Linked DNA regions of Mustela erminea: region 2 is linked to region 1. The links are chromatin contacts, called in public Hi-C maps. All regions are on one chromosome and are shown on one strand. Each heading gives the region's core, a stretch centred on a gene start, on an enhancer-like site or on the middle of the called end of the contact. The rest is flanking DNA. Distances are from core to core; before and after follow the strand shown. Region 1 holds the start of CD164 (sialomucin core protein 24). Region 2 holds the start of CEP57L1 (centrosomal protein CEP57L1).

What was found. A called contact is a pair of places that touch in the nucleus more often than the background predicts.
Region 2: a Hi-C map of spleen shows a contact between it and region 1, with 5 times the contacts expected there. The contact joins the promoter of CEP57L1 here to the promoter of CD164 in region 1. A contact is called at or near these places in 2 of 3 Hi-C or Micro-C datasets (fibroblasts and spleen).

What each region holds. Positions count from the first base shown.
Region 1 is chr4:22,770,632-22,773,915 of mMusErm1.Pri, forward strand. CD164 (sialomucin core protein 24) reads left to right here and starts at 1,294. Exons shown (of 6, transcript XM_032338857.1): 1 at 1,294-1,592. The coding sequence starts at 1,400. LOC116588130 (a long non-coding RNA gene) reads right to left here and starts at 1,177. Exons shown (of 4, transcript XR_004284795.1): 1 at 478-1,177.
Region 2 is chr4:23,046,997-23,050,205 of mMusErm1.Pri, forward strand. CEP57L1 (centrosomal protein CEP57L1) reads right to left here and starts at 1,904. Exons shown (of 11, transcript XM_032338862.1): 1 at 1,803-1,904. The coding sequence starts at 1,835. SESN1 (sestrin-1) reads left to right here and starts at 2,643. Exons shown (of 11, transcript XM_032338860.1): 1 at 2,643-3,103.

The sequences.
Region 1 (3,284 bases), core at 44-2,543:
TCGCCAGCTGGTGTAATCAACAGAATACTCAGTGACGAAGGTACAAAAGGACCCCCCAGATCAGATTCTAGAAAGTTTTAAAGCCTTCAGATGGAGGCAAAAAAAAAAGCTAAAACGTTTAGAGTCAACTTTTTTGTGGTGCTTTCATACCAAAGCAGATCTCATAAAAGCAATGTTCGTGTGTTATTTTATTAGGGTAAACGTGCATAATTAAACTTGCCGGATAAATGCAAGTAACTGGGAAAAAAAAAACACAAACCCGGCACTAAAAACAGCTTTTATAATCCAGTTTTTACTCGTTAATATAAGCGCGGCTGCAATTGTGACTGTTTTGTGAGGCTGGACATCAGGTGGCGCTCACCCATCCTAATTAAGCCGGAGCAGTCCCAGAACATTAACGGGCATTCCAACATCCAGTCCTGATGTCAAGCATCGAGTTTCGGGCAAGTCACTTTGTCTGAGGCTCGGTTTCCTCACCTGTAAAGTGGGTTGGGAACGGACCAGATGGATTTCCAACCCAGCTCGTCTCTGATTCTCTGTAGTGGTGGTGGCGTTGACTGACTGCGGCTACCGCTGATTTAAGTAGCAAAAAATTCGGTAAAGACAGCCTGGGCAAGTGGGATAGAGAAAGCCAGTGTAGACAGCGCTCCGGCTGGAAGGCCGGGGGGCCGTTTTCGGTGTTTTGGCCGCTCACCAGGAGTGGGCGACGGAGCAGAAACTCAGCCACGTGGCTTCTTCATTGCCCTGAGGGATCCCAACACAAGGCTATTTCCAGAAAAATTCGAGAGAGAGAAGCGCGGGTGCTACTGAGAATCTGTGCGAGCACCTTCGGAACGCGGGAGCACACCGCAAACTTGACCCACTGGGTGGGTCTAAACGCACCCCACGGAAACGAACGCCAGGCTGACTCCCGTCCCAGAGGCGAAGCCCGGAAAGTCACGTGGGGCCGCGGATTTACGGCCTCCCCGGTCGCCCGCGCGGACGCCGAGAGCCACCTCATGTAGGTTGTTCCATCCGGGCCAGGGTGGAAGCTTTCCCTATCGCGGGAACTAGAACAGCCCAGCTGCATCTTGGATGGTAATCGAAGGGAAATGGAAATAGGTTCTTGCTTCTGGGAGCTTCTTCGCTACACTTGGCTAGTCACTATGCGGAACAGCCTCCCTCCGTTGCCTCTCGCTGTCCCTGTTCCCCCTCCTGCGGGAATGCAGTTGGTATCGTCCGCAGCCCGCCCCCGCTCCGCCCCCCCCGCCCCCGCACGCCGTGGCCTGGGGCCCCTCACGTGACCCCGGCGCGCTCTCGCGGGGGCCCAGACTCTCCGAGGCGGTGCCGCAGGGGACAGAGGGACGGACGGAGTAGAGTGCGCCGCAGCTTTCGCCCGGACACCAGTGCGGAGGACGTGATGTCGGGGCTCTCCCGCCAGCTGCCTTGGGCTGCCGCCTGCCTGGCCGCGCTGTGTGTGCTGACCGCGGCTGCGAACCCCAGCCCGGATCCGACCGTGACTGCGATCCCGCTTTCACCGAACACCAGCACCGCCAAAACGACAGTTCCGACGACGGTGACGACTCTTACGCCGGTGACCACTCCCGCACAAGGTGGGCGCCGGCCCAACGGGTTTTCTGTCTTCGCCCGCCCGCCGCTCCGAGCCGAGCCGCCCGCCCTGCCCGCGGTGCGCGCGGGGCCGGGGCCGGGACGGGCCGCGCTCCAGCAACATGGCGGCCCGTCCGAGTCCAGCCCGGGCTGGGATCGGAGTGGCGGGGGTGAGGGAGCGCCCCGGGGAGTAGGGGCGGCCGAGCCCCGTTGGCCGTTGGGCTCTGGGCCACCCCGAAGTGTCCCACGCCAAGGTGCTCTTAAAAAGTGCCTCGTAATCCCCAGTCTCACTTCAGCTTGGGAAGAGGGGACGTGGCTTCCTCCCGCGGTGGTGGCAGTGGGGTTGATCATGGGGCGAGGCGACTCGCCTCCAAAGTTTGGGGATCAGGTCGAACTCCCTGTGTTTGGGGTTAGTCATTTGCCCACCCACATCCTATCTCCGCAAGGGGGCTTCTCCGGGAGTTGGCAAAAGAGGAAAAAGAAACTGAAGACGTGAATGCTCGCCAGTGTCTCAGACTTGAGTCTGAGAAAAGTTGCCTGTGATCTAACCGTATTGATTTTGCGGATAGGTGTCGGGGTATATCTGAGGTTTGGGCATTTGATGAGTTAAAACTTTAAATTTGCTATGTACCAAAGAAGAAGAGTGCCCATTTGTGTACCCGATGCTTCATATATTCTTTTTGGTATTTTAGGCTAAACTGGAAGATAGGTGGTGAAATCTGGGAGGAAGATGGAAATAGAGTGGCTTGCGGGGAGCACAGGTTTAGTTGATTGTGAGCTGGGATTGAAACCCAGGTTGTCGATTTTTAAACTCGATCAGGAACACACTCTTTGTTAAGCTCTGCGGTCGATTTGGGTACTGGTTGAGTTGTACACTGAATCTTAAAGCAGAAATTGACAGTGCAGTGACAACACAAAAGAGAGGGGAAGATAAGTTTGAGGTGAAAAAGAACTCTAGATATATAAAACCTGATGTAGTGTGATTGGTTATTCTAGTTAATATTGAGGAAGGAATAACTGGCATCTCGACCGAAAAAGTGCTCAAGTGTCAGGATTTTTACCTTGGCTTTCCTCCCCTCCCCCAGACGGATCATACTGTTTTGAAGTATCTTCCTTTGGTTTTTGTGTTTTATAGATAAATAAAATGTATAATTAAGATTCAGAAAGATGTAATACTGAAGTTCAAAAACTGTTAAATAAGGAAAGTACATTGCCGTGGAATGCTGGACGTTCTAACTGCACTGTTTTTAAGATGATAGAGCACAATATGTTTTGTCTTCTGCTTATTTGGCAGTTTCTTTCCAGAATTGTAGTTTTGGAGTGTGTGTTTTTTCCAAAGAGAAGCTTAGAGATAGCCAAGTTAATTGCCTTTTTGTAATTGAAAGTCATACAAAGGAGATGATTTGTTTTCTGTAAGTAGTAGTTGTATAAACTGCAGTCTAAAATGAAAGGTAGCAAGTTTAGTTCATTGTAAATAACATTGTGCTGTTCAAAAGTATCAGGCACAAAAGATTTTAGACAACTAGCATTTTTTATCAGTACACAAACCTCTGCAGAACTTACTTTCTACTTTGTGAACCCCTTACTCAAGGGTACTGTATATGTCCTTGTCCCTGTCCTACTTTGTTAAATTGTATGTACATAAATATAGCCCCTTCCAGAGTTGCTGTCTCTTATCCTTCAGTCACAGTGGTGAA
Region 2 (3,209 bases), core at 654-3,153, 280 kb after region 1:
TGCAGACTGTGGGAAAAGGGTGGATTTGGAGGTTATCTGGGAGATGAGATTGAAGGGACTTGGTAATAATTGGCTATAAAGGCATGAAGGACAGGAAGAAATCAATAATGTGTAGTTTTCAAATTTTCACAAGTAGATGGTAGGATCATTAACTGAAATAGTTAACACTGAAAAAGAATCAGACTCATTAAAGATAACCATCCATTTGGTTTTAGGCATGTTGAACTTGAGAGGCTTCTGAGGTATCAAACAAGAAATATCAAGGAAATGGGTATATGAAAACTGGAAAGGTAAAGGAGGATAGAGCTATACATTTAAAAGTCATAGGTGGTAGTGAAACCATGGATTTGGAAGGGATCATATTCAACTATGTGATAAGGGGACCGAGATTTGAGAAACTACCCTACTCTTTGTGCATTGGCCAAAGGAGGACGAGCCCAAAAAAAGACGAAAAAAAGAATGTCGTTTTTATTTTTTGAAATCATATTCATAAGAACTTCTCATTTAAAAAAAAAATCTGATTTAAATCAGTAGCAGAATTTAAACCAGTAGCATAGAATGTAGACCATACCCAAGGCCTTCCGAATTACACCAATTCATCAAAACTTATCTGTTCAAGGACATGTCACTTTCAGAAACTATCTGGAAAATTCACAGTACTTGTCTCCTCACAGCTACAGAATACATCAGTAGATAAAAAGTCATCCCTCCCCAAATATGGGTGATTTGGCTTATTTTGGTTTCCTGAAAGTTTCATACCTCTCTCACTTCTAGGCTTCACCCTATGCTGTCCCTTTAGCCTTCACCCTATGCTGTCGCTTTAGCCCTCTTTTCCCAGGATGAAGATTTCCCTGGTGAAATCCTAGCCATGCCAGATAGCCAGATATCATATTGTACTAAAACTGTGCATTTAACCATTAGGTTATGTAACTAGATAGGGACTGTCTTTGCCACTGTTGTGTACTCAGTACCTCACAGGGCTAAATTTTCATCTTTTTCATTTTTTAATTTATTTTATTTTTTAAAAGTTTTTATTTAAGTAATTTCTATATCCAGCATGGGGCTGGAACTCACCCCCCGGGGGATCAAAAGTTGCATGCTCTTTGCACTGAGCCACCCAAGCGCCCCAGGGCTCAATTTTTAGAAAAAAATCTCTTCCGCAATGTGAAGAATTAAAATCGAATTTGGTTCTCGGTCCATTGACTACCTTGACTTTTCTCAAGAGGAATGACTTTTCAAAACCAAACAGTAGTTTTCAAACAAATGAATCTTCTAAATGTACTAAGTTTTGGAAATTTTTATAGGTCTTTTTTCATGCAGTATCTCTGCAAACATTCATTATCTAGGAATACTGGGGCTTCTTTCCCCCTTACTCTCATACAAAATGGATTTTAAAACTCGCTTTCAAAGCCTTGCCTGGGATTTCATTCTACTGAGCGCATACAACACAAAACACCCCTATGAAATGGCAAACAAAAGTGCAATGCACAGGGATACCTAATCCCTCGCGAGCGAGTCCACCTCAAAGGGCTAAGCGGAAGCCGCAGCAAGACGCACCGGTTTCTACAGCATCCCTCTTGCCCGGCCTTTTGCTGCTTTCTAAGCCCCTTGGGGTCCCGATCATTCCTCGCGCCTTCATATGCCCTCGGCCTTGGGCACCCAGACTACTCCTTCCCAGGCAGATTACTGGACACTACCCCTGGACTAAGGAGGACAGCTCTAGATAGCCTGGTCTCCAAAATACCTGAGGAAACGGGAGAAGGAAAAAATCCTGTCAAAGAAAAATTGGCAGCCAAACCTACAGTGCTCACCAAATCGACGCTCTCAACCTCCATCCGCGCTAACCGTTGGCTCGAAGGCCGCTACAGGCGACGTCGCAGTGGCTCCTGGGGACTGTAGTTACAGAACGCGTCTGTACATCAAAACTACATTTCCCAGAAGTCAATGCGAGGACGCCCTGCCCTCTTAAATCTCGGATTTGGCGTAATAATGAGACTGTCACTATTTTCAGACTAATTTTAAATTTAGATTCAATTTCTTCCAGATGTGTGTTTACGCCCTCTTTCTTTGCCGTGCTTGTCTTGTCTGTAACGGTTTCAGTGTACTTCAACTCCTTACTCTTCTCTCCCCTTCTCCAACCGGGAGAATCCCAACGTCAGAGGACGAGAAACGCCACCGACGCAAAAATGCCCCTTAGGCGCATGCTCCCTGCTCTCGTCACGCATGCGCAGCAGCCAGCAGCAGTTGGCGGCCGCTCGCGGACTTGGGGTCTGGAGGTAGCCGGCTGGAGGGCGGGGCTTTTTCCAATGGCTTTGCCTCCGCGGGTCGCGTCTGCTTGGGCGGGGAAGAGGGCGCTGGGGCAGGGGCGGCTCCTGGATTATGTCGGGCGGAGAAAGGGGAGGGGCTGGGGGGTGAGGACCCCATCTTCCCTCCCTGCTCCCGCCCTCTGGGCCGAGCCCCACCGATGGGGCTGGGCGAAGGGGCGGGCTCTGCGCCTCTCGCCTGGCTTCTCCGCCAGCTCCGCGGCCCGGCCCCGCTTTTGGGGATTGCGGCCCAGCCCTGTGCCCGTCAGGTTTAGTGGGCGGTGGGCGAGGACGCAGGTATAGGAAAAGAAAAGGCGTCTGCTCGGGGATCCGGAATCTTGGGGCCGGAGACACTTTCCTCCAACGCTGCAGCCGGGACAGCGGCTGCCAGAGGCGGCCGCCCCCAACGAGCGACTGGGTCTCCGGCCGCGGCAGCCAGTGAGCAAGGATTTGGCGAGATTTCCCCACCAGCTCCCGGCGGCAGCTGAGGGGTAGGGAGGAGCTGCAGGGGGCGGGGACTGGTGCCGGAGGAGGGGCGGGGTGGGAATGTTCCTGAGAACCCGGTGGCTGCCCAGACAAAAAACCCCGAATGGCTGGAGCGCCTTCAACTGTTACCAGCCTTTTTGGGCAGAGCACGGATTTGACAGCTCCACAACGTGAGGATATCCGCTGACCCCGCGAGACGGAGGAGAGCACTTCCCCGGGACTGCCTGTGCAGCAGAGCCAGCGCTTTCGGGTTTCAACTTTCCAACTTTTTTTTTAGTCTCTGACAAGAAGACTGCCCCTTCATGTAGGAGAGGGTGAGTTCTGTCTCGCAGATTGGTTGAAAGCAATTAATATAAAAGACACTTCTGGTTCCAGATGTCTCCCAGACATTTGTGTTTTCATGACGATTCGATTTCTCTG